Regions from separate parts of the Mus musculus genome. Here all the other regions are linked to region 1. A link is a contact called in public promoter capture Hi-C data. All regions are on one chromosome and are shown on one strand. The core of a region is the stretch at or near the end of the contact, and the rest is flanking DNA. Distances in the headings are between cores, read along the strand shown.

Region 1 (2,700 bases), core at 155-2,654:
TCTGCCTGCATGTATTCCTGCAGGCCAGAAGAGGACATTAGGTTTCATTACAGATGGCTGTGAGCCACCATGTGTTTGCTGAGAATTGAACCCAGGACCTCTGGAAAAGCAGCCATTAACCTCTGAGCCATCTCTCCAGCCCCCAATACATAATTCTTTTCTGATGGTTTCTGGAAGAGCTGTCCTGTGCAGTGTAGAATATTTAATAGTTTTCTAGCCTTTGACCATTAGACACCTCTATAGAGACAACCAAAACGTCCAGACAGTGCTAAATGTTAAGTACTCATCTGAACACTTAGCTGCTGTTGTAACTGTTAATGTGAGAAACACTTAATTTATCAAAGCTTGTCAGCCCCAACAAAAGCCCCCATTTCCTCAACCCCATCTCCTTCCTCCTTACAGCAACTGACCAATCGTTCCTGACTGTCACGTGAAAGGAAAAGTATCTGCCCAGAACATCCAAGATCAAGTTCTCAGAACAAAGGAGGGACAGAGGGCAGGGGTAAGGGACAAAGACAGGAGGTAGAGGAAGAAGAGGAAGGGGACAAGGGAGAAAGGAGAAAGGAACACGAGGGGAGGGGCATTTGTCCAAGGGGAACAAAAGTCCGCCTCTAGCTAAAGAGGGGACAAATGGCAGATTACAAAGGTAAAGAGGGAACCCCAAGTTAGGAGGATGTGGTTAATTTTAATTGGACATGTTAATTAGGTGAGCCAAAGAGGGCTCTGATTGCTGAACTATAATACTTTGATAGCTGGACCTTGGTAGTCAGCCTCAGAAGTAAGTGGCCAAAAGAACGAACCTTGATGGCTAGCTTTAGGAATGTAATTTATTTTTATTTTATTTTATTTTATTTTTTTAGCAAGGCAGAGGGAATGGGGGAGAAGGGTAAGACCTGCCAGAGCCATGCCCTACATTCTAGAGCTGGCTAGAGTCCCTTCAGTGAAGCCCAGGGCCCACCAATGTGACGAGACACAGTCACCACCTATGTCAGGGATAAAAGACAGAAGCCAGAATATTCTGGCTGAATGTGTTGGTTAGCTGTGTTGGAATTCTGGCACACCATTTAAAAGAAAGAAAGAAGAAAAAAGAAATTACTTTGCTGAATTACTCTTCGTGTGTTCCTTTGTGTGACATAGAGGTTATACTTTTCCCAACACTATGAAGCAAAATTGTCTTATACTAATAGTAGTTGTCATTTATCTATTGCCTACAGTGCCCTAGGGACTCACACTCAATATTTCCAACAAGACTTCCACCTTAAAGAGGGGTTATCATTATCTTCATTTTACAGACAGGGGAATGGGGGCATGGAATGATTTACAAACTTGTCTGGGTTTGTGCCATTGGTAAAATCTAGGCTGCAGAACACTGGGCAAACAGGAGTAGGCACTGCTGTGAGAATCTTTGCCTACCTACCCACTAGAGCAGAGACTGGGAAGCAAGCGAGCTCCCAAGCGGTGCATGCGTTCCGAGTGATGGTGCCAACTTTCCTTTCTAAGCCTTAGTGACTGTTTTCAGTCCTCATCATAACAGTAACAGGATTCTCTTAGAAATTAAATGCAGCCGCATACGTGAAAGTACTTAGCTGGTTTCTGGCACACGGGTCGCTCTGAATTCCTTTTCCTTCCTCTCCATATAGCCCCATGCCCTTAGCACTGAAAGTAGATCCTGAACACCTTGGTCAGACAAGCCCACTGGGAAATCTAACCTTTAAGCGATCTGTACTTTCACAGATCAGAATTGAGCAGAGCAATCTCCCTAGAAACAGCCTGCCATGCTGGCGTCTTGTCCCACATTGCTAATGACCAACAGTACCAGCCATCAGCACTTGCCAGCTAAGCCAAAGGGGGCTTTTAAATCTGCACTGATTGGATGCCATGGGGCTGGGTTGACAAGTAGCCTCCTGCTCCATTTCTAGATGCGAGTCAGTGAATTAATAGCTTGCCCCATTGTTTTCTAACACAGCCAATTAAGTGAACAGTCTGAATGTTTTGGCCAGCAGGCGGCAGCCTTTGCTAACATAATGGTCGGTACTCCTCTGTCTGGCAGAACCCCACCAAAAACTGGGTGCCTGTGAGGTTTACATGGTGTAGCCTTTAAATTGGGACGGGGCACAAATCTTGGCAGATAGAATTCCGAGAACTGGAATGGGGGCAAACCCCGTGTTGGTTTTTATCCATCTCCAGCTGAAATGGAGAGTTTTGATTCAATTGTGAACGCAAGTCAAAGATAATTTGCAGCTCCCACTCGGGACAGCTAGAAACACTGCTCACACTCTTCATTGCTTTAAAACTGCAGTAACTGTGGAACCTGCTGCTAGCTCTTGTTATTTAGCACATTAATATAGAAGTACACATAGAACCATATCACATATCTGTTGGTTTTGTTTTGACATTTTAATACCTACCTTTTGATACCACTGGCTTGCTTTGAGTTGTTATAGACGGTTTTATTTAGTTTTAAGTGTATTTACTTTAAAGCATTTTTTTTAATGATGAGAAATCTACAGACTTCACCACTCTGTCAATAGGTCCATAATTTAAAACCAGTACCAAGAGCATCCAGTGACAAGGCTACCAGAACAGTCTCTAGAAAAAAGAGGATCAAAAGATTTTTTTTTTCTTTTTTGTACTCAGTAGCTGTGACTTTACTCTTATCCTTCCATCTTTTCCAAAGATGTGTGCCATATCTGTATGAAA
Region 2 (2,700 bases), core at 39-2,538, 780 kb after region 1:
AGCATCTCAAACTTAACCTGTGCAGATGGAACTTGAAAATCTCACTAGGCAGCTGCTGGTCTCTGCAGCGCAGCTCCCCTCTCTCATAAGCCAACATCACACCCATTGGGACATCTGCTCCCACCATACTCAATAGCAGCCTTGGGCATCCTGAAATGCAGCCCATCACCCCTGCTCTAATCCAAATGCCTTCCCTCCCTATTAGGAGCCTCATGACACCTCTCTTGATGGCTCCAAGGTCCTCAGAAATTGGCAAAACTGTTCCTTGGCCTCACTCCCCACCAGGATTCTGCTATATCTCAGAAAAAAAGTTGTAGGCTCCAAGGCAACCCTGCTCTTTGGGCAAGTCACTTAAAATCTTGATGTCTCATTTTTCTTATTTATAAAGTAATGGTGGTGGTGGTGATGGTGGTGGTTGTAGTGGTAGTGAGGATGATTGTCATGATGGTAGTGGTGGTGATGATAATGATGCTGATGATGATGGTAGTGGTGATGATGGTGACTATGATGCTCTCCTGAGGTGCTCCATAATTCCCAGTCCATAAGAACAGCCTCCAGCCCACAGCAAACCTGAGTGAATAGTTGTGGTTTCAAGTACATTTGTACCTAGGGTATTGCTGAGCATGAGAATCTTAAAATCCTCAAATGTGAGGAGTTCTAGACAAGTAAGCAGAGAAAAGATGAAGAAGAGAGAGTGTGCATGCTGGTTGTTATAGTCAAGCCTTAAAGACACAGTTGAGGAGGCTGGAGAGATGGCACAGCAGTTAAGAGCTCTGGCTGCCCTTCCAGAGGACCCAGGTTTGATTCCCAGCACCCACATGTTTGCTCACAACCATCTGTAACTGCAGCTCCAGGGAATCTAACGCCCTCACTGGCCTCCGTGAATACCAGCCACACCCGTGGAACACAGGCATGCGTACAAAATACCCACACAAAATGAACTAATAGCATAAATGAGTTAACCACATAAAATGAATTAATAAAAAAAAAATAAACATGCATTTGCTGTCTTTCATCACATTCACGAAAGACTCTTCCCTTGTAATTAAATACAAGAAAAACGGGAGACAGGAATCACTCGCGCTGGTGTGGACAGCAAGGTACCGATTTACAGGCGGGTTCGTTTTGTTCGTGTAACTCGTAATCATCCACCTGAAACTCGATTTTCATAATTGAACCCCGGAGTCTAAACCCAACATGAACAAACCAGTTTTAGACTTCAAAACGTCACGTGAATTCTTGACTCACTCGTGCCAGAAAGAGAAGCTGGAGCTGCTGCCAAGCCTTTGTGGGCTAGGCAGGCAGGGCTGACTATAAATCACCAGTGTTGGGCTGTGCCGCCGATTTGGCTTCCCCGGGACTGCAGGTGCCCAAGTTACAGTGCTGCTATATGAGATAGAGGAGCAGATACCCTTGTCGGTAGGGCATTTGTTTCAAATTTGTGCTTCTGGCTCCCCATTGACACCATGCCTTCCGTCTCCGAGTCTGACGAGCTGATTTTTTTTGTGAATGGAAAAAAGGTAAGTTTCTGATGTGACTAACCTGGCTCTTTGTTCACAGAGGGCAAAAGTCAGGCTTACTGTTCTTCACTGAGGTACATCTCCTAGTTTTTAGCAGTGGCACAATCTTAAACATGGATTGTTAACTCCCTTTTTGGCATCAAATATGCAAATGTGGGATGTCTGCTTGCTTTTCGTTCTCTCATCGGAAACAGTAAGAAAAAGAACCTGGTATTTGCTGCGCGGTGCAAGCGTGAATTCCGACAAGGCCAGCAGCACGCTGCAGGGGTGAGCGGCTGACAGGTCGTTCCTTCTGCGCCTGTTGGAAATGCACCCCACCTGGAAATGTGCCCCACCTCAGTTGGCCAATGCCCCTTTAACAGGAGAGAGACAGGAAGAAAACAACCACACATGACTCTCAATTGATAGCAACCCCTCAGCCAGACCATCACCCTGGAGGCAGAACAGGACTGCCTCCTTATTTCTAGGACAAATTATAAAAATGTCAAGGGGGGCGGGGCAAGCCTGAAGATGGTGTGGTGCCACGACCGGCTCATTTGTTTAGACCCAGGGGCTCAGTTTGACTGAAGCACAGTGTCCACTAGGGCCCATCACCCCACGGACTCCCCAAGGTGTGGCTTCTGTTGGGGCTCTTTGTCTTTTTTTGTGCCTCTCAAACCCATATCTTCCCACCTACTTTTCACATACCCACTCAGAGATGCGGGTGTCTCCTTGAGACATATGTGGTGTTTGTGTGCCTGCACATCTGGATTCTGAATTTGAGAACAGTGGTATGAGGTGCAGACCCCTTTTGTTTGCTTTGTTTCTGTGACACTGAGCTGGTCTTGGGGCGCTCCTCTGTGAAAAAAAATTTACTTTATCAGTGCATGGCTTTCCAGAGTGTGCTGGTCTTTCATGGGCTTGTCCTAGTGATGGGGACACGGGTACCTTTCAATTCTCCCAAGTTCTCCCCCCCCAAAAAAAAAAAACCAGAAAACACAGCATGAATATCCTTCTGTCTGATTCCTCGTCGTTGGAGCTGGTGAGAGGCTGAGAGATCACAGCAGGGCCATTCCATAGGTCCTGCCTGGTGGTTTTCCGAAGTCCAGCACAGACTGCATCCCCCACAGCTGGTGGAATGCCAGGTGCTTTTCTCTGACTTAGCCATATCTGGCATCAGGTGCTTACTACAGTCTGACCC
Region 3 (2,734 bases), core at 209-2,708, 930 kb after region 1:
TAGTATAGTATACACTACTGTACTATAGGTTAGTATATACTACTGTACTGTAGTAGAGTATACACTACTGTACTATGGGTTAGTATATACTACTGTACTATAGTATATTATACACTACTGTACTATGGGTTAGTATATACTACTGTACTATAGTATAGTATACACTACTGTACTTGTTAGTATGTTATCCGCTAACACAAGCCAGGGTCCTCTGGGAAGAGGAACTTCAACTGAGAGAATGTTTCTATCAGACTGGCTGGTAGGTGAGTTTGTGGGGGCATTTTCTTGACTCAGGATTTGATGGGGGGTGGGGGAGCCACTGTGGTCAGTCCCACCCTGGGCAAGTGGTCCTGGGTTCTATAAGAAAGCAGGCTGTGCAAGCCAGTAAGCAGCATCCCTCGATGGCCTCTGCATTGGTTTCTGCTTTGAGCTCCTGCCCTGACTCTTCTTCATAATCAGGATCTGTAAGCCAAATAAGCTCTTCCCAAATGGCTGGTGATTCTGTTGTTTCCCCCCAACAATGAAAAGCTCAGGCAAGTATGCTGCTTCCCTTAGCCCCAGGGGCATAATGAGGAACTATTTCCCCCTCTGCTTATGAAGCTGGCAAGGTCAATCCATTGACTGTTCTAATAATGGTGCCCTTCTCTTACCCCACAGAAACACATGGACTGCACGTACATGTAAGCAAGTGTGCATCCCTTCCCATAGAACAAATACTTAACCCAGACAGAACTGAAGATGTAGAAAGTTCCCATTTAAGAAGTGATTTATAAAGCCAGGCGGTGGTGGCGCCTTTAATCCCAGCACTTGGGAGGCAGAGGCAGGCGGATACAGTGCTGAACAAGATGACGCCCTGTCCCAAAGTAGCTTGTTGTCTACTATAGAAGCTTTTAAAACAAATGCACTGTAGAGGCAGGTGACCTCTGTGAATTCATTCTGATCTACATAGTGAGTTTCAGACCAGCCAGAGCCACAAAGTGAGACCCTGTCTCAAAAGGCCAATAAAATAGACAAATGTGTTTTCTTGCAGGGCCTCGGGGAGTCTGGGATGTTCCTAGGGTCATCTGTGTTTTTTGCCATTGTTGATGCGGTGGCTGCGGCACGGAGACAAAGAGACATAGCGGAGGACTTCACAGTGAAGAGCCCAGCAACCCCAGAGTGGGTGCGGATGGCCTGTGCAGATCGGTTCACGGACATGGTAGGGAGCTGCTCTGTTCCTGCAAGCTCACTGCAACTTCCTGCTCCCTTGGCTTCTGTGTCAGTTTGTGACCTAACCTGTGTCTAATCAAGCTATAAAGTGATAGGGCGTGGTAGTAAATGCTTGCAATCCTGGCAGCTGGGAGACTGAGGCTGAATTGTCCTGTAGTGGCTCAGACATTCATCCTAGTCTCCTGAACACAGCAATGAGGACAGTCATCTGCCTCCAACCAGTGCCTCCTCCACGGACAGAGGCAGGAACCAGACACCTCTCAACTCAGGGCTCCTGCATAGCACTCTCCTGGTCTTGCTCATCACAGGGCCACTGTAAGATCACCTTGTCTCTTACTCAAAAGCTTAAGCACATGTGACCTTCAAAACAGTGCTCTGGGTCCCATTTTACAGGGTAGGCATCCTTTTCTGGAGTGGACGCAGAGCAAGGAAAGTAAACGCACGTAATAAAGAGCGCCTCGGAAATTTCACTGCTCATCCGAGCCTCCTTCTCAGCCTCCTCACAGCCTGACTGCTGGAAAATGGCCTCCTGCATTTCCCCAGATTCAGACTGTTTTTAGCCAGCGCGTTGTTTGGCAGAGCTGTCACATACAGTGGGAAGGAGTGACTCACTTAGCTCTTACTCACAGTTCAGGCCAGGCGGCTGGGCTCCGAGGCACATGGGGTGAGACAGCATTTTCTGCCAAGTCTGATAGTTCCTTGCTGAGACCTTGTCAATACACCCTGGTGGACACCAGTTGTCTACTAACTATGCAATGCCCATCAATCAGACACTTTTCTCAATGTGAAAGTAGTCTCAAACTTTCTAAAATATTCATCAATGGCTCCTAGATATCGCTTCATAGTAGGGCCTATATTTAATATTGTAAGGCTCATTTTAATAGTGTTTTACATTTTGTCTTTATAAAAGTAACACATGCTATGCTTGATGGAGCACTTGAGGGGAAGGGTGGATAGGCTTGTCAGTTCAAGGCCAGCCTGGTCTACACAGTGGTTCCCAGAATAGCCTGGTCTACATAATAAGACACTGTATAAGAAAGAGAGAAAGAAAGAAAGAAAGAAAGAAAGAAAGAAAGAAAGAAAGAAAGAAAGAAAGAAAGAAAGAAAGGGGAGAAAGAAAGAAAGAAAGAAAGAAAGAAAGAAAGAAAGAAAGAAAGAAAGAAAGAAAGAAAGAAAGAAAGAAAGAAAGAAAGGGGAGAAAGAAAGAAAGAAAGAAAGAAAGGGGAGAAAGAAAGAAAGAGAGAGAAAGACATGTCCACTTTAGAAAAAGAGTAAGATGGAACTTGAAATCAACCATAATCCTTTCAACCAGAAATGACTGTTTGTTGTGAGAATGTGCATGTGTGTTTGGTACATGTGTGCGTGCTCTTGTGTGTATACTTGTGTTCATGTGTGTTTGAGTGTAGAAGCCAGGCCTGATACTGACACTGGGCATCTTCCTAGATTGATCTCCATCTTACATTTTTAGAATTTATTTTCTTACTTATCTATTTGATATTTATTTATTTATGTGTCTTTGCACATA

The links. Promoter capture Hi-C pulls out the DNA fragments that hold promoters and counts their contacts.
Region 2: a promoter capture Hi-C map of hippocampal neurons shows a contact between it and region 1, with 4 times the contacts expected there. The contact joins the promoter of Aox4 here to the enhancer-like site in region 1. A contact is called at or near these places in 15 of 39 promoter capture datasets (the 3T3-L1 cell line, 3T3-L1-derived adipocytes, the HPC-7 cell line and 8 more), 1 of 484 Hi-C or Micro-C datasets (cortical neurons), 1 of 115 datasets of contacts at active chromatin or transcription factors (large pre-B cells) and 1 of 9 other capture datasets (embryonic stem cells).
Region 3: a promoter capture Hi-C map of hippocampal neurons shows a contact between it and region 1, with 2.3 times the contacts expected there. The contact joins two enhancer-like sites. A contact is called at or near these places in 1 of 39 promoter capture datasets (hippocampal neurons), 2 of 115 datasets of contacts at active chromatin or transcription factors (the NIH/3T3 cell line and extraembryonic endoderm stem cells) and 1 of 9 other capture datasets (embryonic stem cells).

What each region holds. Positions count from the first base shown.
Region 1 is chr1:57,427,102-57,429,801 of GRCm38.p6, forward strand. No RefSeq gene overlaps it. Among named protein-coding and RNA genes, the nearest start is that of Gm22371, 6.1 kb to the left of the region's middle. Within about 2 kb of position 1,405, at least 80 of the 459 cell types and tissues checked have an H3K27ac peak or open chromatin away from gene starts, as enhancers often do. A contact at or near this core is called in cortical neurons, hippocampal neurons and neural stem cells, where this site is marked.
Region 2 is chr1:58,209,109-58,211,808 of GRCm38.p6, forward strand. It overlaps Aox4 (aldehyde oxidase 4), which reads left to right and starts at 1,289. Exons shown (of 35, transcript NM_023631.2): 1 at 1,289-1,520. The coding sequence starts at 1,467.
Region 3 is chr1:58,357,888-58,360,621 of GRCm38.p6, forward strand. It overlaps Aox2 (aldehyde oxidase 2), which reads left to right. Exons shown (of 36, transcript NM_001008419.2): 34 at 1,031-1,198. Among named protein-coding and RNA genes, the nearest start is that of Gm39644, 33 kb to the right of the region's middle. Within about 2 kb of position 1,459, at least 143 of the 459 cell types and tissues checked have an H3K27ac peak or open chromatin away from gene starts, as enhancers often do. A contact at or near this core is called in hippocampal neurons, where this site is marked.